2 separate regions of the Mus musculus genome follow, and region 1 is linked to region 2. The links are chromatin contacts, called in public promoter capture Hi-C maps. All regions are on one chromosome and are shown on one strand. The core of a region is the stretch at or near the end of the contact, and the rest is flanking DNA. Distances in the headings are between cores, read along the strand shown.

What was found. Promoter capture Hi-C pulls out the DNA fragments that hold promoters and counts their contacts.
Region 1: a contact with region 2 is called in a promoter capture Hi-C map of hippocampal neurons, with 4 times the contacts expected there. The contact joins the promoter of Platr7 here to the promoter of Washc4 in region 2. A contact is called at or near these places in 4 of 39 promoter capture datasets (embryonic stem cells, hippocampal neurons, liver and 1 more).

What each region holds. Positions count from the first base shown.
Region 1 is chr10:84,551,564-84,555,631 of GRCm38.p6, forward strand. Platr7 (pluripotency associated transcript 7) reads right to left here and starts at 1,775. Exons shown (of 4, transcript NR_040658.1): 1 at 1,697-1,775; 2 at 1,085-1,147.
Region 2 is chr10:83,542,476-83,546,532 of GRCm38.p6, forward strand. It overlaps Washc4 (WASH complex subunit 4), which reads left to right and starts at 1,466. Exons shown (of 33, transcript NM_001033375.2): 1 at 1,466-1,627. The coding sequence starts at 1,567.

The DNA of each region.
Region 1 (4,068 bases), core at 525-3,024, 1.0 Mb after region 2:
TGGTGGTTGATGAAGGTTGAAGTAGCTGTGTTAATTTCTTCAAATAACTTGCCAGTGGGATCCTGTTGCTGTGATAGAATGTCTGGCAACAGCAGTTTCATGAAGGAAGGTTCATTTAGACCCATAGTTTACAGCCAGCCTTGTAGGACGTCATGGAGACTCTTCCTTTTCACAACAGACACTTCTGCAGCAGGCAATGTTGCTGTCTTTGTTAGGGTTTCATGCAGTGAAGAGGCACCATGACCAAGGCAACTCTTAAATATTTCATTAGGACTGGCTTACAGTTTCAGACATTCAGTCCCTTATCATAACCGCAGGAAGCATGGCAGGGTCCAGGCAGACACCATGCTGGAGGAGCCAAGAGTTCTACATCTTGATCCAAAGGCAGCAACAGGAGACTCTTCCACAGGCAGCCAGGAAGAGGCTCTGATTTCCACACTGGGCAGAGCTTGAGCATAGCCAACCTCAAAGCCCAGTGACACACTTCCTCTAACAAGGCCACACCTCCTAATAGTGCCACTCCCTGTGAGCCAAGCATTCAAAGACATGAGTCTAGAGGGGGGTGGGGGGAGGCAGCAAACCTATTCAGACCACCACAGGGTTAGGGTTGGCTAGCTCATTGAATGTTACCCAGGCTGAAACTGCTTTCAGTATTCTCTCGGGCTCTGTTTTAGCCGAGCCTACATCCTATGATACTGTCTGCAGTCTTCTGAGCTCCTGTCAGTGTTGGTATTTTGACATTCACAATATTATCTTCAAAGACTCTAATCACAGAGCCCCATAACACGCTAATATTGATGAAAATTTTGAAATATTATGAGAATAACCAAATTGTAACACAAAATTAAATGAGAACATGCCTTATGGGAAATGGCTCTGGTAAACTGCTTTACGGGAAATGGCACTGGTAGACCTGCCTTGGAAGATGCACGGTTCCCAAACCTTTCACTTAAAAAAAAAAATCACAATTTTCAACCTGATAACAAAATCTAGGTAACACTGTTTCTAAATAAGCAAATTATCTGAACAGATACTTTTCAAAAGAAGAAATACAAGTCTGGAACTAATAGAAAAAAATACTTACCATCTTTAGCCCAGAGAAATGCAAATACAAGCCACAATGAGATTCTATCTCCTCTCAGAATGACTACCAAAAACAAAAACCAAAAAGGTGGTAAGCATCAAAAGAGAGAAGGTAGAGAAACATATAGAATGAATGTCCATTGTGATTCTTAATTTTTAAGATTTTTAAAAATTATTATTTATTTTATGTATGTGAGTCCACTATAGCTGTCTTCAGACACACCAGACGAGGGCATCAGATCCCATTACAGATGGTTGTGAACCACCACGTGGTTGCTGGGAATTGAACTCAGGACCTCTGGAAGAGCAGTCAGTGCTCTTAACCGCTGAGCCATCTCTCCAGCTCCCATTGTGGTTCCCTAAAATCTTGATCTTTATATGACCTAGCTTTCCCACTTTTGAGTATATATCCAAAGACAACTAAAACAGAGTATCAACAAGATGTCTACATGCCCATGTTTAATCATGACAGTATTCATAATAGCTAAGACACTAAGTGACCCTAAGGGCCCTTTAATAGATAAAGAAAATGTGATCTATGTTCACAACAAAATATCATTCAGCCATAAATAAGAATGTCCACAACAAGATCCTATTGCAGAAAACACCACACCTGGTAGTTGTAAGCATGATGAAACCGAGCTGGAATTGAGCTGGAATGTCTCCCCTGACTTGCTCTCTTCAATAGTGCTGGAAAGTGATGTGCAGGTGGCTGGGGTTTGGGCATGGGGGAGTTGTTAAGGCTACCAACTGTGTTACATACCTGTGTACACTATATGCCATACTATTGGTCTGCCAGGCAAGACATGCCTGTGCATGCAGTCATGGCATGGTTGCTATAGAGGTAAACAACTGCTCTCTGATTGGACTTGAGGCCTGCACCACAGGAAGAAATTCATATCTGCTACTGTAAACAAGGTCAAAAGCCCATGGCCCAGGAGGTCATAGGCCCTAGAGGAGAAGCTACTACTGTTGTTCCTAAATGAGCTAGGAAGCCCCAGAGCTAGCTAGCTAGCGAGGTTTCCCACCAGTACTCTCTGGATATGATTAAAAGCCCTTGCCTCAAAGAATATGGTGAAAGAATGGTTAAAACTGATTCTAGACATCAACCTTAAGCTCCACATATGTACGCATACATGTGCATGTTTCCACACATGTGTGTCCACACACATGCAAATACCTACATACTACACACACATATAACACACATACACAATCACACACACAGAGGACAGGACAGAGAGAGGTTGGGGGAGATGTGAATAGAGGTTGGGTTTCATTAGTGCACACTGCATGCATGTGTGGAAATGTCACACTGGATGCCATTAACATGTATAATTAATATATGTTAATAAAAATGAAACAATTCTCTGAAAATGAAATTATCTTAAGAGGACAGTAAAGTGAAGTGCAATAAACTAGTTGTACCAGTTCCTCTCTGCAGCCTGGGGAGGGAAGGTCACCTTCTCTCTTCTCTCTCCCCTCTTTCCTTCTCCCTTTCCTTCCAGCTTCAGTCTCTCCACATGACGAGATAAAACACACTAAAATTTCAAAATCAGTGTCCTGAGGAAATTTAAGGCCTTACCCAAGATCTCCACAAGTTGCTTGGAAACATCTTTTCTGAAGTTTACTATCCTAGCCACTTCAGACTCCATGAACTTGTACATTGAGATGGTCTACCTTCCCGTCTCTGGTCCTATGTGCCTATGCAGGCAATAGTGACATGATGCTATGAAAGCAAACAACTGCTCTCTGATTGGCTGTGAGGCCTGCACCACAGGAGGAAATTCATGTCTGCTACTATAAACAAGGTCAAAAGCCTATGGTCCTGGAGGTCATAGGCCCTAGGGGAGACTGTTATAGATGGAACAGCAGCCCTTCTTCAGTCTCTATGGAAACATCCCCCACGCTCACTTAGAAGGCAGTCTAAATACATAGATATGGTCAGAGACATTGGGGAACTGAAGAGAAATTTAGACAGCTTCAGAGTGAACTTAGATAGCCTCGTGAAAACCAAACCAAAGCAAACTCTGGGGCACGGATGCTAGGAAATGTGTTCCCCTTGGCTGCTCTGCTGGGTGGAGTGCCTCCCTGGGCCCTCCCACTTCCTCCCTCCCATTGCTCTACGTGCATTTGCAAATGCATGTGTGCAAGAACTTGATTAAAGTCTGTATTCTCTCAAGTCTGGAATTCTCCAGCTCACACTGGTCCCAGCCTCCTGGCTCAGCAGGTGCCTAGTTGGATGAAAGGGGCATTCACTGCAGCAGAACCGGTTCCTCTTGGTCTGTTTATAGAGAGCAAACTTCTCTTCTCTTCTCCTCTCCTCTCCTCTCCTCTCCCCTCCCCTCCCCTCCCCTCCCCTCCCCTCCCCTTCCCTTCCCTTCTCTTCTCTTTTCTTTTCTTTTTTACCTGTTTTTATTCATTAACTTTGTGTTACTGTAATGAAATACCTATAGCAACCAATTTAATAAAGGGGAGTTGTTTGCTTAGTTCATGATTTTGGAAGTTTAACTCTAAAACCATTGGCCAGGGCCTCTAGTGAGGGTACTGGGTAAGTGGCCACACACCAAGCCAAGAAGTAGAGAGTGAGAAAGAAAGCCCTCACCATCCCTTTTAACTGCATGGCCCAATGACCTAAAGACCTGCCACTAACTTTCATTATGTTGCACCAACTCCTGATAGTGCCACCCTGGGGACAAAGCCTTTATACATGAACCATCAGTAATTATTCAACATCCAAACTGCAGTATTTGTTTTTCTGTTACACTTAAATGTAACATTTAATCCAGAATTTTCTATGATGATAAACAGGAACCTAGGGGAAAAACAACCAAAAAACTTCAATACCTTAATCTTTAGGTCCTTAAAAACTCATAGTATATGGAAGAAATAACCCACACAAAGGTAGAGACAAAAGACACTGGGATTCAAGGGAATGGAGCAACCTATAGATTTGGGCCTTTTCTAGTGACTATGATAAAAAAT
Region 2 (4,057 bases), core at 216-2,715:
AGTTATCAGTTCAGCGTGCTCTTTTTCTCTCGTGGGCTAGATTTAGTCTTGTGATAATGTGGGCCCGAAGCTGCCAACAGCTACCATATGGAACCTAAAGAAGGCTGCCAGAACTGCATGCTACAGAAACTGAAAATTCCAATAGGCCACCCTGAAGCCAGAGACACACTAAGTCCACATGTGTTTGTCAGCTGTCACTGTAACAAACACTTTTGTTAGAAAAAAAAAGCATTTTCTAATTTCTTTGCAATGCCAGGCATGGTGACACATGCCTGTATTCCCAGCACTTAGGAAAGCACTTTACAAAGTAAAGATGTTCATTTGTGGCTCAGATCTGTAGAGGTTTCCCTCCATAGCCTTGTCACAGGCCCAGGAGCAGCAGGGACTCTCAGCTACGATAATGAGATCTTGTCTCAAAATAAAACCAAGCCCAAACCTTAGCATCTCAGAACATGCTCTTCAAGAGAACATTCTATATTGATTTGTGGTACTTTATATAATGCAAATAACTTTAAAACTCTGCTTGAAAAAGACTCAGCTAATAGACACAAGAAAAATTTAAGAGCCACTTTGTATTAATGAGCACCTACCCGTTTTCAAGTAATCCAGTCTTCTTTAATGAGATTTGAATTCTTCCTATGCATTTGCAAACACATGAGCATAAATAAACGTTTACGTCGATTGTAGATGTTACAGCAAATATGCATTGTTCTAAAATCGACTCCTCTCCTTTTTTTTTTTTTCTTTTTTTTCTTTAATGCCATTTGAGACCTATTTCATTTTGTAGCTTTCTAGGAGTTCAGAGTATGGATGTCTTAAATTTTACATTATGATTTTTTTTTTGATGCTATTTAGACTGCTTCGTAGAAGTACATACTAAAAACTGCCCTGATAGAAAGCGTTTTGTGTAAACGTTAGGATAGATGTAGAACTCAGGGTAACACAGTTCCCACCCCACCTTCTTAAAAGCAAGGAAAGAAAGAATAGTGATCTATGTAAAGCAAACCCAGTAGTGAGATTGCTTGGTGGCGTTCTTAAAGTCATTACTTTTTTACACACACAGGTCTTTTCTCAACAAATAATCTGCACAGGAAGTGCAAGGGGATCAAGGAATCGCGAGGGTAAAGACAGAAAGGGAGCTGGTGAGACAGGCATCTTGGTCCAAGGGCTCGGGCAGTGTCCAGGTGAAGGACCGGGTCTTGCGTTGGGCCCCACCCGGTTATTTCCATTCTTTCCAGGTTAGACTGAGGGAGTAATCCCCTAGGATATAAAAAAAAAAGAGCCTCGAGGAACGGAATGTGCCCTGAGAACAGTCGTGAACGGCAGCGAGACCAGGAAAGGATGCAGGATGCCAACGGCAGCCATCACTATGGCGGCCGCGCCGGGAGCAGGCGGTCGACTCGCTTTCCCAGCGGCTCCCGCGGTCCGCAGGGCCGAGAGTCCACTGGCTCTGGCGTGCGGGGGCGGGGCCGAAGCCGGAAGTCACGTGCCGTGACAGCGGCTGGGGTGAGGCCCGCGTCGCGGCTGTGGCTGCTCGGGGCTGTGTCTGTGGGAGGTTCCGCGGCGATGGCCGTGGACACTCTGTCGCCCGACTGGGACTTCGACCGCGTGGACGACGGCTCTCAGAGTAAGCCCCGGCATCGGGCGAGGCGGGCCGGGCGGCGCTGCGGACGGAGGGCGGCGCGGTGCGGCGCCGCGCTGCGCAGCCGCCCTCTCGGGACCCTCCCGCTGGGTGGGACTGGGGCGCTCTGCGTGACCGTGTGGTCGCGTCTGGCCGTGCACTCGCACCCTGCGTCCCTCCCGGAATCGGTGACGGGCCAGCGGTGCCATCGCTGGGGAGCCCCGCGCGAGGCCATCCTCCCGGGTTGTCCATCCCGTCCCAGGGTTTGCCCCAGATGCTCAGCCTTCAGTTCTAGAAGAGTCTGGGTTCCCGTTTCGGTTTCCTGTTTTTCTTTGCTTCTCAAGCCAACTTTTGAAGTTTGGATTCACGTTCTTAGAACCACAGAGACAGCTAAAAACAGCTCTTTCTGGCCTTAAAAAAAAAATCAACCAACATAGGAATATCTTATTCCTTCTCGGCCCTTTATTGATTTTTAAATAGCTGAAAAGGTTTTTAAATCTATTTTAACTTTTTAAAAAATCAGATCTGCTTCGCAGTTGCCTCATGACGTCAAGTCCAAGTTTATGTTTAAAATCACTTCCAACCCCAAAAGCCTCATAGTTTGTTTCAGCATAAATGGACAACCCAAACTAATTAGAGACACTCTGGAGGTTGATTTGTTTGTTTGTTTGTTTGTTTGTTTTTTCTGTGTGATAGAAGATATATTGGGGCGAGTTGCCCAAGAAATTTTTAAATGCATACCTTTCCCAAAAGTAGGAATGCCTTTAAAAATAAAGTACAGCTGCATTATGAATTATTTTACAGAGATACTAGACCATGTACAGATTCCTATGTAACTGTGTTTTGCCTTTACATCTAGTTGAACTATGTTCAGGGTGCTGGGCAGATCTTAAGATATTGGTCTTAGTCAGCATAAAGAAAAATCTAGATGGAAGGATAGTAACCACCCCTTCTCCTCCCCCCCCCCCCCCCCATTGTGCGCTGAGGTCCCTACTTTAGTTTAATCTAACCAAAGTTGGAATGAAGGTATACTGGGTTTCAGCTTTAAGTGGAATGAATGATCAGTTATTTAGACATAATCAGTTTTTTAGATGCTCAGGACTGGGGAAAGGAGTGGAAACAGGACGTGGGTGAGGACACAATATAAAAACCATGTATGTATGAAAATGCCATGGTGAAACTCATAATGTTGTTTACTAACTTTAAAAAGTAGTAGGAAAACTACAAGAAATGCAGTTTGTTGGGAGGGGGAGTATGTTATGCACAGAGGGCCACTGGTTCTTAGTCTCTTCTTGTACTTTAAGAACTTTTATGAGTTCATAGCTACTTGTTATCTTACTGGCAAGGAATTTAGTGTTGCTGTCGTTTACCCAGGTCTAACCAGGTGATCTCTTAGCATGTCTTTCAAGTACAGTCTTTAAGAACCCATTTGCTGGTCAAAGGATGCTTTGGTCATTTCCCATGTAATAGAGTAAGACATTAACACGGGGTTGTTAGCAGTAGGTAAGAGGTCTCTCTGTGCCTGGCTTTCATTAATTTTGGGGCTGTGAATCATATCTAGACTAATTGTTTTCCAAAATTATCTAAGTGAGTGCTGTAATGAGACAGGCGTCTTAGTGAACTGAATTGATGCCCCTGATTCACAAACTCAGTTCAAAATAAAGGACAGATGTCTAGTCTATATTTCATGCAGTGTGAGTCAGAACATAGTTTATTTCATGACAGCTCCAAACTTCAAATTTGAAGGAAAAAGCATTTTTTTTTTAGAAGACAAAGATTGAGTAAAGTTATACACATCAGTAAAAGAAATGAATTGGAATTGAATTTTTGGAATAAGTAATAATTCTTAGGTATAAGATGAAATACTTTATAATTTCACTGAATAGGCATATGAAAATCCAGCTATTTCTGGTGGTTCTAAACTTAAAGTTACCTATTAATATGTAAATTCTGTAAATCCCAGCTATCTTTTTTTTTTTTAAATATTGTTTTATTTTACATGTGTGCACAGAGTCTACAGAGGCCTGAAGGTGGTGTTGGATCCCGTGGATCTAGAGTTAACTGCCACATGGGTGCTGGGTACCAAACCCCTGTCCTCTGGAAGAGCAGCTAGAGCTCTTAGTAGGCAAGCCCTCTCCCCATCCTCCCTCAGCCAGCCAGTCTGTTTTATCTGCTTTTTATATCTTGATTATAATAGCTAAAGAATTGAACAAGTAAAGCATTTGGTAAGCGGAGCATTACTGAAATGATAATACGATGTAGTAGATTGAAAACCTCCATGAAGAAAGATTTGGATGTATTCACAACATTTGACTGTGTATAGAATTAGCCACCTTTTAAAGTTTGCTCTGTAACAACACAGTTTGTCCCTGCTCCCGGAGTTGATTGTCTTCGCAACATAGCTGTGTGTGACTCAAAAGGATAGTGTAGTATCTG